Linked DNA regions of Mus musculus: all the other regions are linked to region 2. A link is a contact called in public Hi-C and HiCAR-type data. All regions are on one chromosome and are shown on one strand. The core of a region is the stretch at or near the end of the contact, and the rest is flanking DNA. Distances in the headings are between cores, read along the strand shown. Region 1 overlaps Zbtb20 (zinc finger and BTB domain containing 20). Region 2 overlaps Zbtb20 (zinc finger and BTB domain containing 20). Region 3 overlaps Drd3 (dopamine receptor D3).

The links. Hi-C and Micro-C count contacts between places; a contact is called where the count stands out from the background. HiCAR-type assays count read pairs that join an accessible place to other places.
Region 1: a Hi-C map of forebrain shows a contact between it and region 2, with 2.2 times the contacts expected there. The contact joins two enhancer-like sites. A contact is called at or near these places in 2 of 484 Hi-C or Micro-C datasets (cerebellar granule neurons and forebrain) and 2 of 115 datasets of contacts at active chromatin or transcription factors (neural progenitor cells and stem cell-derived neural progenitor cells).
Region 3: a contact with region 2 is called in a HiCAR-type map of astrocytes, with 2.2 times the contacts expected there. The contact joins two enhancer-like sites. A contact is called at or near these places in 4 of 484 Hi-C or Micro-C datasets (the HL-1 cell line, liver, muscle stem cells and 1 more), 2 of 115 datasets of contacts at active chromatin or transcription factors (astrocytes and embryonic stem cells) and 1 of 9 other capture datasets (embryonic stem cells).

Annotation. Positions count from the first base shown.
Region 1 is chr16:43,169,514-43,172,625 of GRCm38.p6, forward strand. The region is part of intron 2 of Zbtb20 (zinc finger and BTB domain containing 20); the gene reads left to right. Among named protein-coding and RNA genes, the nearest start is that of Gm25873, 45 kb to the left of the region's middle. Within about 2 kb of position 1,343, at least 15 of the 459 cell types and tissues checked have an H3K27ac peak or open chromatin away from gene starts, as enhancers often do. A contact at or near this core is called in forebrain, where this site is marked.
Region 2 is chr16:43,463,497-43,466,799 of GRCm38.p6, forward strand. The region is part of intron 5 of Zbtb20 (zinc finger and BTB domain containing 20); the gene reads left to right. Among named protein-coding and RNA genes, the nearest start is that of Gm15713, 45 kb to the left of the region's middle. Within about 2 kb of position 1,390, at least 151 of the 459 cell types and tissues checked have an H3K27ac peak or open chromatin away from gene starts, as enhancers often do. A contact at or near this core is called in astrocytes, forebrain, liver and 2 more, where this site is marked.
Region 3 is chr16:43,800,556-43,803,926 of GRCm38.p6, forward strand. All of the region lies in intron 2 of Drd3 (dopamine receptor D3), which reads left to right. Among named protein-coding and RNA genes, the nearest start is that of Gm26074, 32 kb to the right of the region's middle. Within about 2 kb of position 1,391, at least 150 of the 459 cell types and tissues checked have an H3K27ac peak or open chromatin away from gene starts, as enhancers often do. A contact at or near this core is called in astrocytes, liver, muscle stem cells and 1 more, where this site is marked.

The DNA.
Region 1 (3,112 bases), core at 93-2,592, 290 kb before region 2:
GACTCCTTGTGCTCATTTTAGTGTCCATATGCTACAATAGCCCCATTATTAAAGAGGCTGTAATGTGATCACATACGCTCATTCTCACTGATTTTGGACAATTCTTCATGCTTAGAGTGAAAGTGTGTGTCTTACTAGTCCCTCTCTTACTCTGTCTCCACTCTTGTATAAGGGAATAAGTTACTTTCTGGGTTGCTTCCAGACAGGAGATAAATCCATGGTTATGTAATGAGATCTCTTTATTCTAGAAACACTGTGCCACACTGTTTACTTGTGACTGACCCTTCAGTCAGATTAATATTCTAGAATTACTAGAAACTGTTCCTGTGAGACTCTGCTTCTGATTCATGTGTTCTGATAGTTTTATCTGTTAGTGTTCACAGAAGTATTATATAATCAAATTTTAAAAGTAATGGGGAAAGCTGTTGGCATTCATTAAATTCAGTGTCTGTGTTGAATGTTCTTATCTAATTTGGGAAGAAAACAAGGTATTCTTGGAATTATCCAACAGAAATCAGATCAATAACTCTTTTAAAAAGACTTTTAGGTATATGATCTGATTTCTTGAAAATAACCAAACTGTTTAGCATACTTATTTTACTTTAGTTTTAGGAAATAACCATTCTCTTTGTGTATTTGTGCTTTAAAATTACTGTACAAGAATTGGCATTTTGGCAAAATGTATCCCATAGTAGTTTAGCAGGAGTCTGTGCTCCAGTCAATTCTCAGTTCATTACCACAGTTTACATCTTGGCTTTAATAATTAAGACTTAGTTATAATAGTCTTAATAGCTATGCCTTTCACCATTGCTAATGTTTGGGAGATGAGATAACTATATGTGGTAAATCAAGGCACAATGTCTTAATTTCAATTGTAATAAAATATAGCTAATTTAGTGAACTTCATTTTCATTTCTTTGCCTGCTAAACAATTCCTCCAATGTAGTGGGATTTGTTTTGTTTGTTTAAGAATATAAAGTGAGTGATATTATACATATAATATCACTTCTAGTGCTAGAACTGATAATGGCTATCAAGGAGGCCACCCTCTTTGACTTTTAGATGAACAAACTGACACTATACAAGAAAAAGGTATTGGAAATGTGTGATTTTATAACTTGAATTTCAGCAATAGGTATATTGTTATTTTCCTAAATATAGTTGACTCTGGAGAAACAACTATTCAGTTTTACAGGTACTCTGACCCAAAAAACTAACCAACATTGTGTTTCTATGTCTAGACTATACACACTACATTAAGCCTGGTCACATGCTAGCACAGTGCAGCATGTCTGCCTGGCTGGCTTTCTAATTCTTGTCAGTTCACAGTGATGTTAAAGACCACATTGAAACCGTAAGTGACTACTGTTAAGTCTATTTCATCATTAGCTGCAAGTCTAAACAGTCACAGTAATGAGGCGGCATGGACTCTGCATGGTCTACTAAATATTTTTAGGAAGTGGAAACCCCTTCTGGAGTTCTGAGAGAAACATCACTACGAAAATGCCTTTAAAAGTACTCCAGCATAAACACTGCAGTGGAACATTTCATTAGCTTTTCGAGAACAATAAAGAAATGTGGAGCATAATAGGCTAATATGTTTAAGTGGCCTTGGTAGAACCCTACTTAACTCAGTGGGATTTTCTGCAGCATGCAGAGGTGAAAAACCATTGCCTATATATGCATTTTGTAAGACTGCCTTCTTCCTCATTGCATGCAGTGTATATCAAAGAGAAGTGACTTTCTGTCTGTAATTCTAAAATGAAGAAAATCTCAAAGGACACATTTTAGAAGCATCAATATTTAGGTGGGATGATCAGCAACCAACAGGCTAGCTTTTGGCATCCTGGATTATTGCAAGATAGAGAAGGAATAAATTGAATATTAGCATAGCCCAGCCTCCTAGAGCTTCCATTGCTATCAGAGATATAAGATCCTAAAATACACAAGAAAAAGACATGATGTAAGCCAAATCTTATTGGTTATAAATTACAAAGTCTAATTCAAGTAATGAAAAATTATTTTGCTATTTACACTTTAATTCTATCCTGCCAAAAACTTGAATGAAGTAAAATGATAATTTAATAAAAAACAAAGTGGTAATTTTTTAATGGTTTTATTAGGATTCACGTAACTACACTGAATGCAGCGCTGGCCTTGCAGTATGATCTTCTGCCAATACCTTTAGCTCTTGGAGCGTCTGCTTTCTCTAATATAAATTGGGACTCATTAGTCCTAGGGACACTGTGATCTTTGTAATTTGATTAAGCTTTTAGGGAAAAATGTAAATTCAGCATACAATTAAAATGTTTTAAGAAAGTTCAAAAAGACCTACATGAGAACAAATTAAAAGTATTAAGTATTTTCCTTTATGTAAATAAATTATCATTAAAATTCATTGAAAAGTCAGAATCCGTGTTCACATGACATTGAATTAGTGATACAAAGAAAAAAACTTTTGAATGACAGATAGCTTGAGTGGCTGAGACAGCGTATTTAAGCTGTTACGTTTGTTTCCCTTACTGTCAAACCCTATCTTCAAAAAGCTATCAACTAGTTATATTGATAGATGGAATCTGTCCTTCAATTCCAGGATGTGTTTTCTATCAAATGTTCTCTTCTTTGGTTGTTGGAGTCTATATGCAAAATAACATATAAACACAAATGTAAAACCCAGCTGTAATTGTTGCTAGCAGTTGGGGACATCATAAATTCCTTCAGAAGTAAACTTGTATTGTAAATATCACCAGAGCCACTCTGTAGGAGTGTGAAAACTCTAAACAAAACTTAGTGAAGACAGTGCATGTGGCTCTTCCTCCGCCAGAGGATCGTTTCCTAGCTACCCTACATGCTCCAGTGGAATCTCACAAAAGGCTCCAGGCTCTCCAAGTTAATCCAACAAAGAATCAAGTGGGTTTATTTTAAAATTTACCCTTAAATATGTTTGCTAGTTTTGAAATTCTGATTTTGTGCTTTGCTTGTGTAATTCAAAAACAGCTTTAGTTTAAAAACAAAAATTGGCAAAAATACTAGTGCATTATGTGTTTTAATCACGTATGGTGTTTTGAAAACGACTCAAAATTGAGAAAATTATTTCATTGTAATTACAGTT
Region 2 (3,303 bases), core at 140-2,639:
GAAGAAAAATAAAAGAAATCCAGGATTCACATGTGCCTGCAAGTTTATAGAATGCGCCATTTCTTTTCAGAGAAGACAGGAAGTTTTTTAGGGGAATAAAAAGAAGAAATGGAGAAACAAAACTTGATTTAAAATGAAAAAGAGAACATTTATTATTTAAAGACCAAACCTGCCTGCACTGAGCAGATTTGGATAAATATTACTTTGGACTGCTTTTAGGAGATTCTGGGGCAATGAAATCAAATGATCAAGTCACTACCAAGAGGCACCACCTAGGAAATCCTACAGAGACAGGCAGTCATCTCAGATAATAGCTAAGTAACCGTGACCGTGGGTATCCTGCTCATTGCATCTCCCTTTGTCCCTCGATCACATTGCCACCTCCCCGTCTGTGGTGGTTCCTGTGCTGCAGTGGTCTGCACCAAATGACGAGGTCTCTGATTTCACATCTATGTGGCTTTCACTATCAGTCCTAGAAGCCTGCAGCAGACATATTTAATACAGGAGAATGCAGGGAAAGATGCTAAGGCTAAAGTCAAATGTGACATTTTATCTGACATAGGAAGGAGGCTGGTTAGACTCCTCAAGGAATGGTGCTGTGTTATACAACAGGGCCAGGTCCTACCTGGCCCTAAGCCATCTCATTCCCTGTTCATTCTCAGTGGTGATACAGCCGGTCAGCTAATGCTTTGGATGATGTTGGTGTGCATGCTCATCGTTACCACTGTGTCTTCCTACCCTTCCCTTCCCCTTCGTTACCTAGCACTGCATATTTCTAGTCCTCTGACTGGCAAATCATTTTGTAACAGCTCTTTTGTGTAAAAACAGTTCGCATAATAGCTCAGTGTTAGACAAGGCATTAATCCTCACATCACCAAGATGAGTCAGCACGATGAACTCCTGCCCGCCTAGCTCAGCTATTATGACGTCAGTGCTTTGGGGCAAGCATGAGACACAAACCGTATAGGAGACCTGTGTCACCTAGTAGAAATCAAGTCGGGAGGCCTCTAATTGAAAGTCCGTGTGGGCCTCATAGGAAATTGTGAAGCTAATTCTGTGCTACATCAGCAGAGCAGTTTCTGGACTTTTTTTTTTTTTTTAGCAGAGTAAGGCTGGGAAAAGAAAACCGTGTCACAAGCTGATAGTCCATTCATGTACTCATGACCTTGTCCTACCCCAAGCCAGGCTTCATGCTTGCTTGCTTGACTTGTTAGAAATCCTCAAGTTGCCTTTATGCCAGCAGGATGACGGAGCCAGTAACAGTCCCGTGTCCTCAAGTGCTCCCATGGACAGCAGCTGATGGCTCCAGGGTGCTGCTCTAGAGGCCCCTCAGCAGCAAAGGAACAGTTCCTTGGGAACAAACCAGAGCATTATCCCCAGGGCCTCTCCTTCCCAAGCGCCTCCTCAATGACCTCCTCGGGACAGGTGCAAGACTCAGCCTGTTTGACCTTCTGTCCTTGGCACTGCATGCAATGTCCGCATCTGGAATTGACCCAGATTTAAATAGGAGTTGAATAGCTGCCACGATTTCCTGCAAGAGTTTTCTGTCCCATTATTCTTCGGCAGAAACAGAAAGGAAAACTCCACAATCTACCACGCTGCCTCAAAGCAGATGACACAGACTAGCCCTGTTTGGGGAGCCCAGTTCTTGTCAGCAAGGCTTCTCTGAAATTCAGACCCAGATATGTTCTCTTGCCAGTCCTTTACAATATTAAAAGTTAATCATCAGAAGGTGGTAATGTATTCCATTACTGACATTCTGTATTAAAAAGATGCTACATCACAGCCTCCATCCTGCCCTGCCCCATCTAACTCTCACCCAAGCCAGTCACCAACCCCTGTGATAACCCAGAAAATGCCTCAGTGCTGGGATTTTCCACTTTCATTAGAGTGCTAGTAGTCTCTTACCATGCTTCTAAGAGCTATGGCTACTGCTTGGCTTGGTTTTGATTAATTATGCACAGTTCTTTATTTAGTTTTCAGTCAACAAACGTTTATAGAAAGCCTGTAACAGTGCTTAGTTCTGGGAACTCCAAGATAAATGAGAAATGCCACCTTTCATTAAGAATGGCACAGTCTGGGGTTGAGAGAACAGCTCAAGCTGGAACACTTGTAGCTCAGTGAAGTGGAGCGGGAGTGCAGGCCTGGGCTTGCCCCACAGCAATGCAGAAAAAAAAAAGAAAGAAGCCCTCAGTGTTCTAGGGACGATGACCATGTGCAAAGGCTGTTTTGTGACCAGCACTGGAATTCAGGTATCTCCAAATGCTTACCCATAGAGAAGGTTCAAGCTGGCTCAGAAAGTGAAAATAGTGACTAGGGGTTTACCAAGTGGGCACAGGAGGAGAGAGAGAAAGGGGTTTGTTGTTAGAGAAAACAAGAGCATTTAAAAGTGAGAAGGCACCAAGTAACCGCCAGGTCTAGCTACTGAGTTCTCGAGTGTGCTAGCATGTGATAGACAGGAGTCAAGTCAAAGGGGCCTCTGATGCCAAGCAAAGGAGTTTAGACTTGATCGTACACCCCTGAAGATAGTTTAAAGAAACCTAAGGCAATTGCTTAAGACTTGAACTGTGCAGTGAGTGAACTGTGCAGTGAGTGGAGATGAGATGTCATTTCAGAGTGCTGACTCAGGCATTAACATTTGTGTAACTCAAGCATATCTTTGCCTTGCCCTTTAGGAGAAAGGCTGATGTTACCGTGGTTGCCAAACTTAAAGCCAAACCCATCCTTATGGGAGTTCCACTGAAGGCCTCAGTCTAGCATCACACTGAGCTGCTGCCTGCTAGCCTTGAGATGTACAGGGTTCTTCTGCCCACAGGGGGCATGGGATAGCTAGGAGAGAGAATATGAGAGACAAAAGCACTTTTAAATAATGGCTCTCTAAAGTCAATCAATTCCCGATTTCCTGTCATTTTTCCATTGCTGCCTTTTTCTAAGCAAAATTTCCAAGCCATTGAACTGAATTGAAACTTATGCACAGCCGGGTGTTGAAACAATTCAGTATATTCATTCCTTCTCTCTGAATTAGAGTTCACCATAAGTGTGCTTTTCTCTCGTTCACTCTGGGCTGCCAGGACAATTTTAAAGGAGAATTTCAGCAGCTTGTGTCTCACGTACCATGTTCTCTTTGCAAACTGGAGTATCTGCGTGGGTGTGTTTAAGTTGTCTCTATACTGCTTTCTAGAAAGGTTTGAGAAGATGCACACGATGAAGAGTAGGGACCTATTACAAACCCAGATCCCCCAGTGACCTGAGTGCAGAACGTAGGCTGGTGATCAGATGGTCAATTATGTGTTTGTCAAAACA
Region 3 (3,371 bases), core at 141-2,640, 340 kb after region 2:
TGGTGAAAAGCTGCCTTCAGAGCTCTGGGCTCATTAAACCCAGGCAGGGAGTTAGAGTCAGGCCCTCCCACTCAGACCGGGCTCGTCTTTCCCCCAGCAGTCACGGCGAGAACCCCCCACTTGAGGTTAATGATAGCTTCAGCTGGACAGTCATGATATTAAGACCTTAATGAGCGATCGGCCACGTCGACCGAGAATCAGAGGGCGCTCCATGTGTGCTGAAGGTCCTGCTGTCCCTCGTCACAAGTCCCAAGCTAGACCCTGATCTTCCAGAGATTTAGACAGTCCCCCATTCTTGACAAAAGTTAGGGAAGGTCACCTGTGAAGGTCACGCCTGCAGCGCACCACTAGAAGTATAATTTCCTGTTATCCTAATTTGTGTGAATGCACAGGCAACAAAAACAAATATAGCTATCATTTATAAACAGTCCAGCAAAGTAGGTACATTGTCCCATTACATGTGCACATGTCAGTGGGCGTATGCGTATGTACACACACACACACACACACGGGTGGGGTGACTAGAATCACAAAGCTATTAGGTAATAGATGAATGGAACCAAAAGTCACTGCCCATCTTTTTATTTCCCCAGGGCTGGGGATGGAACCTACCACTTAGAATGTGCTAACCTTTGCATTCTTCCATGGAGAGACAGCTCCAGGGTTATGTTAGCTCAAGCCACCAACACAAGTCTGTGATCCTCCTGCCTCCACCTTCACCCCCTGAATGCTGACCTTGTAGGCATGTGCCACCAAGCCAGCTTGTGCAGCCAATATCTCCTACAATAAACTGCCCTGGAGCCTCACCCTGGGGCCCCTAGCTGTTAAGTCACACTGCCAAGTTCAGTATCTAAGCCTTACAGCAAAGCGACTCTAGGCTGTTTGGTTCCTTGTGCCCGTTTAACATCAACAACTACCCCAGCCCTTCAACAGTGGCTCACACAAGAAAGTTCTCGACACTTGTCTGATAAATAAATTTAATGTGCACTGCCTGACAACCAGGAGGGGGAAAAAATCACAATCATAAAACCTAAAGTCACACAGAACAATCATGAATCTCTTAGGCTAGCCCAATAATGATGGCGATACAGTAAGAACTGCCTTTTGGATTTTAAGTTGTATTAAAAAACAAACAAACAAACAAAAAACTTCACAAATGTAATCTCATTCAATAGCTGTGAACAGTTCTGTTAGACAGAAAATTTGAGTCAGAAAACTCCAGCCGCGGGCCTCACTGTCTGACAAGCTAGCTGCAAAGCTGGATTTCAGCCCTAGGGCTTTACCAGAGCGAACATTGACTGCACTCGGGTCGGCTGAGTACTCTACAGGAGAGAGGGCCGAAAGAACTAGATGCTGCAACACAAAGAAGGGAGTGGGACTGGGAACACCTCCAAGGGAGGTGGCCCTAGCCAGGGTTCCTTCTCCAGCCAAGCCGCGCCAAGCCAAGCCTGACCCAGCGCCTCCGCGGTTGGCCTTGAGCAAATCGCTCAGAGAGGAAACCAGAGGCTAAACAAGTCTCGCAGGGTGAGAATGCGGGGTCCTCGCAGGGCTCCAGGAACTAAGTGGGGAGGTTTTCCGGCTCTGCCTCCCCACAGAGCCTGGAGAGCCCCCAGGTGAGTCGTGAACTTCTCACCCCGGCAGAGCTGGCGAAGTTCTTGCTGCATTTTGGTGCCCTCCAATGGTGGATTTTGGAACAGCCTCGAGGTCTTAGCCACCCACCTATGACATGCTGGAGGGGGCCTCATTTATTCTAACGGCTTAATCATTTAAGAAGAAGAAGGGGGGAAAAAAAACATACTGTGACAATAAAAGACTGTAGTCTTGTCTCTCATCTCTTACCCCAAGTGAGCAAGAAGGTTTGACAGAAATTCTCCCTAATGCAGACTCTCTCAGACTTGTCTAATAAGATACATTAGATGTTAAAAATACACGTCTCTGGGTTTTACTTTAGAAGTACCTCATGGAAACCACTAGGGAAATAACTTGGGGACGTTCATTTTAACAGTACACCCCCACACTCTCCAACTCCCACCCCCACGTTCCCCACACCCTAACACGCTGGCAATTAGCAGAGTCAAGATACTTGGGGAGGTTCAGTTCTGAGCATTCACACTGGTCTCCCGAGTACAAACAAGTGGGATGCCAGCAAACCCATGTTTCCCTGCAGGGCTAAGACAGCTACATGTGCCTTGGACAGGGAATGGGGTCCTTGTCAAAGGCACTGGTCCTAGAGATGGGAGACCTGGCTCTGCAAGGACAACTCCAGTCTGAAACTTTAGATCTATCCTGCCTTCCCTGAAGTTCTGGCTCCTCTCATAAAAAGAGCTACGTTCAGTATAGTCTCTTGCTCATAGAAGTGATGGAGCCTCCAAAGAGCTGATGAGCATTAAAGTGTGTTTAAGACAGCATGCCATTCCCACTAGTGTGCTAGAACCATGCTGGTGAGAGCAATATTCCAGGAATGTTTCAAGTTGGTAATCAAGCCTTTGGTGGTGGCTTGACATGAGCAGTGGTGGGAGTATTTGCGCAACAAAAATTGATGCATGTTACAAATTGGGGCTTTGTGTGTGTGTGTGTGTGAGAGAGAGAGAGAGAGAGAGAGAGAGAGACAGAGAGACAGAGAGACAGAGACAGAGAGACAGAGAGAGACAGAGAGAGACAGAGAGAGCAAGAGAGGAAAAGAAAGAAAGAGGAAAAGAAAGAGAGAGGAAAAGAGAGAGAATTGTTAGCACATCACTGAATATTTAGCATGTCTGGATTCTTTTACCCGTTAATTTTTTTTTGCCCACACATTTTGGTGTGTGATGTTTTTGTTTATTTTCAGTTTTTATAATAACATTTTATATATAAAAAAGCTAGTATGAAAAACAAGGAGGACTTTGCCTACAGCAAGCCCAAGCCAAAGAACGTGGTTGCCATCTTCCCACTCTCCAGACTTCAGCTAGCTGTAGCAGTTCCTCCATGACAGCAGCAGGATTTAAGTCTCAGCCCCTCCTCCAAAGGCTCCTGGGGTCACCATGAAGTGACCCTAGTGACCACATTTGATTTGGAGCCCTAGCAGAAAAGAAGTCCTCAAACTGATAGGCCTGGAGGACCACCAGGTGGGGGTGTGCTGTGTAACTGCTCCAGAAGAAAAGAATGGGGCTACCATGGACCCCCTTGGAATCCATGGGGACTCAACAGACTTTAACTCAAGAACCCCATTTCTCCCTCTTCAGAAGGAAGCCACTCGCTCTCATCTCAAGACTCACAGCAGTCTTTATGCTGTTCTGTCAGGAACACAGGTGTTAATTCTTGGAAAGTAGCTACATAAGAGGCACAGGTGGAACACGGACATTGGACACACAGGGACAAACAGGGAACATCGCTCA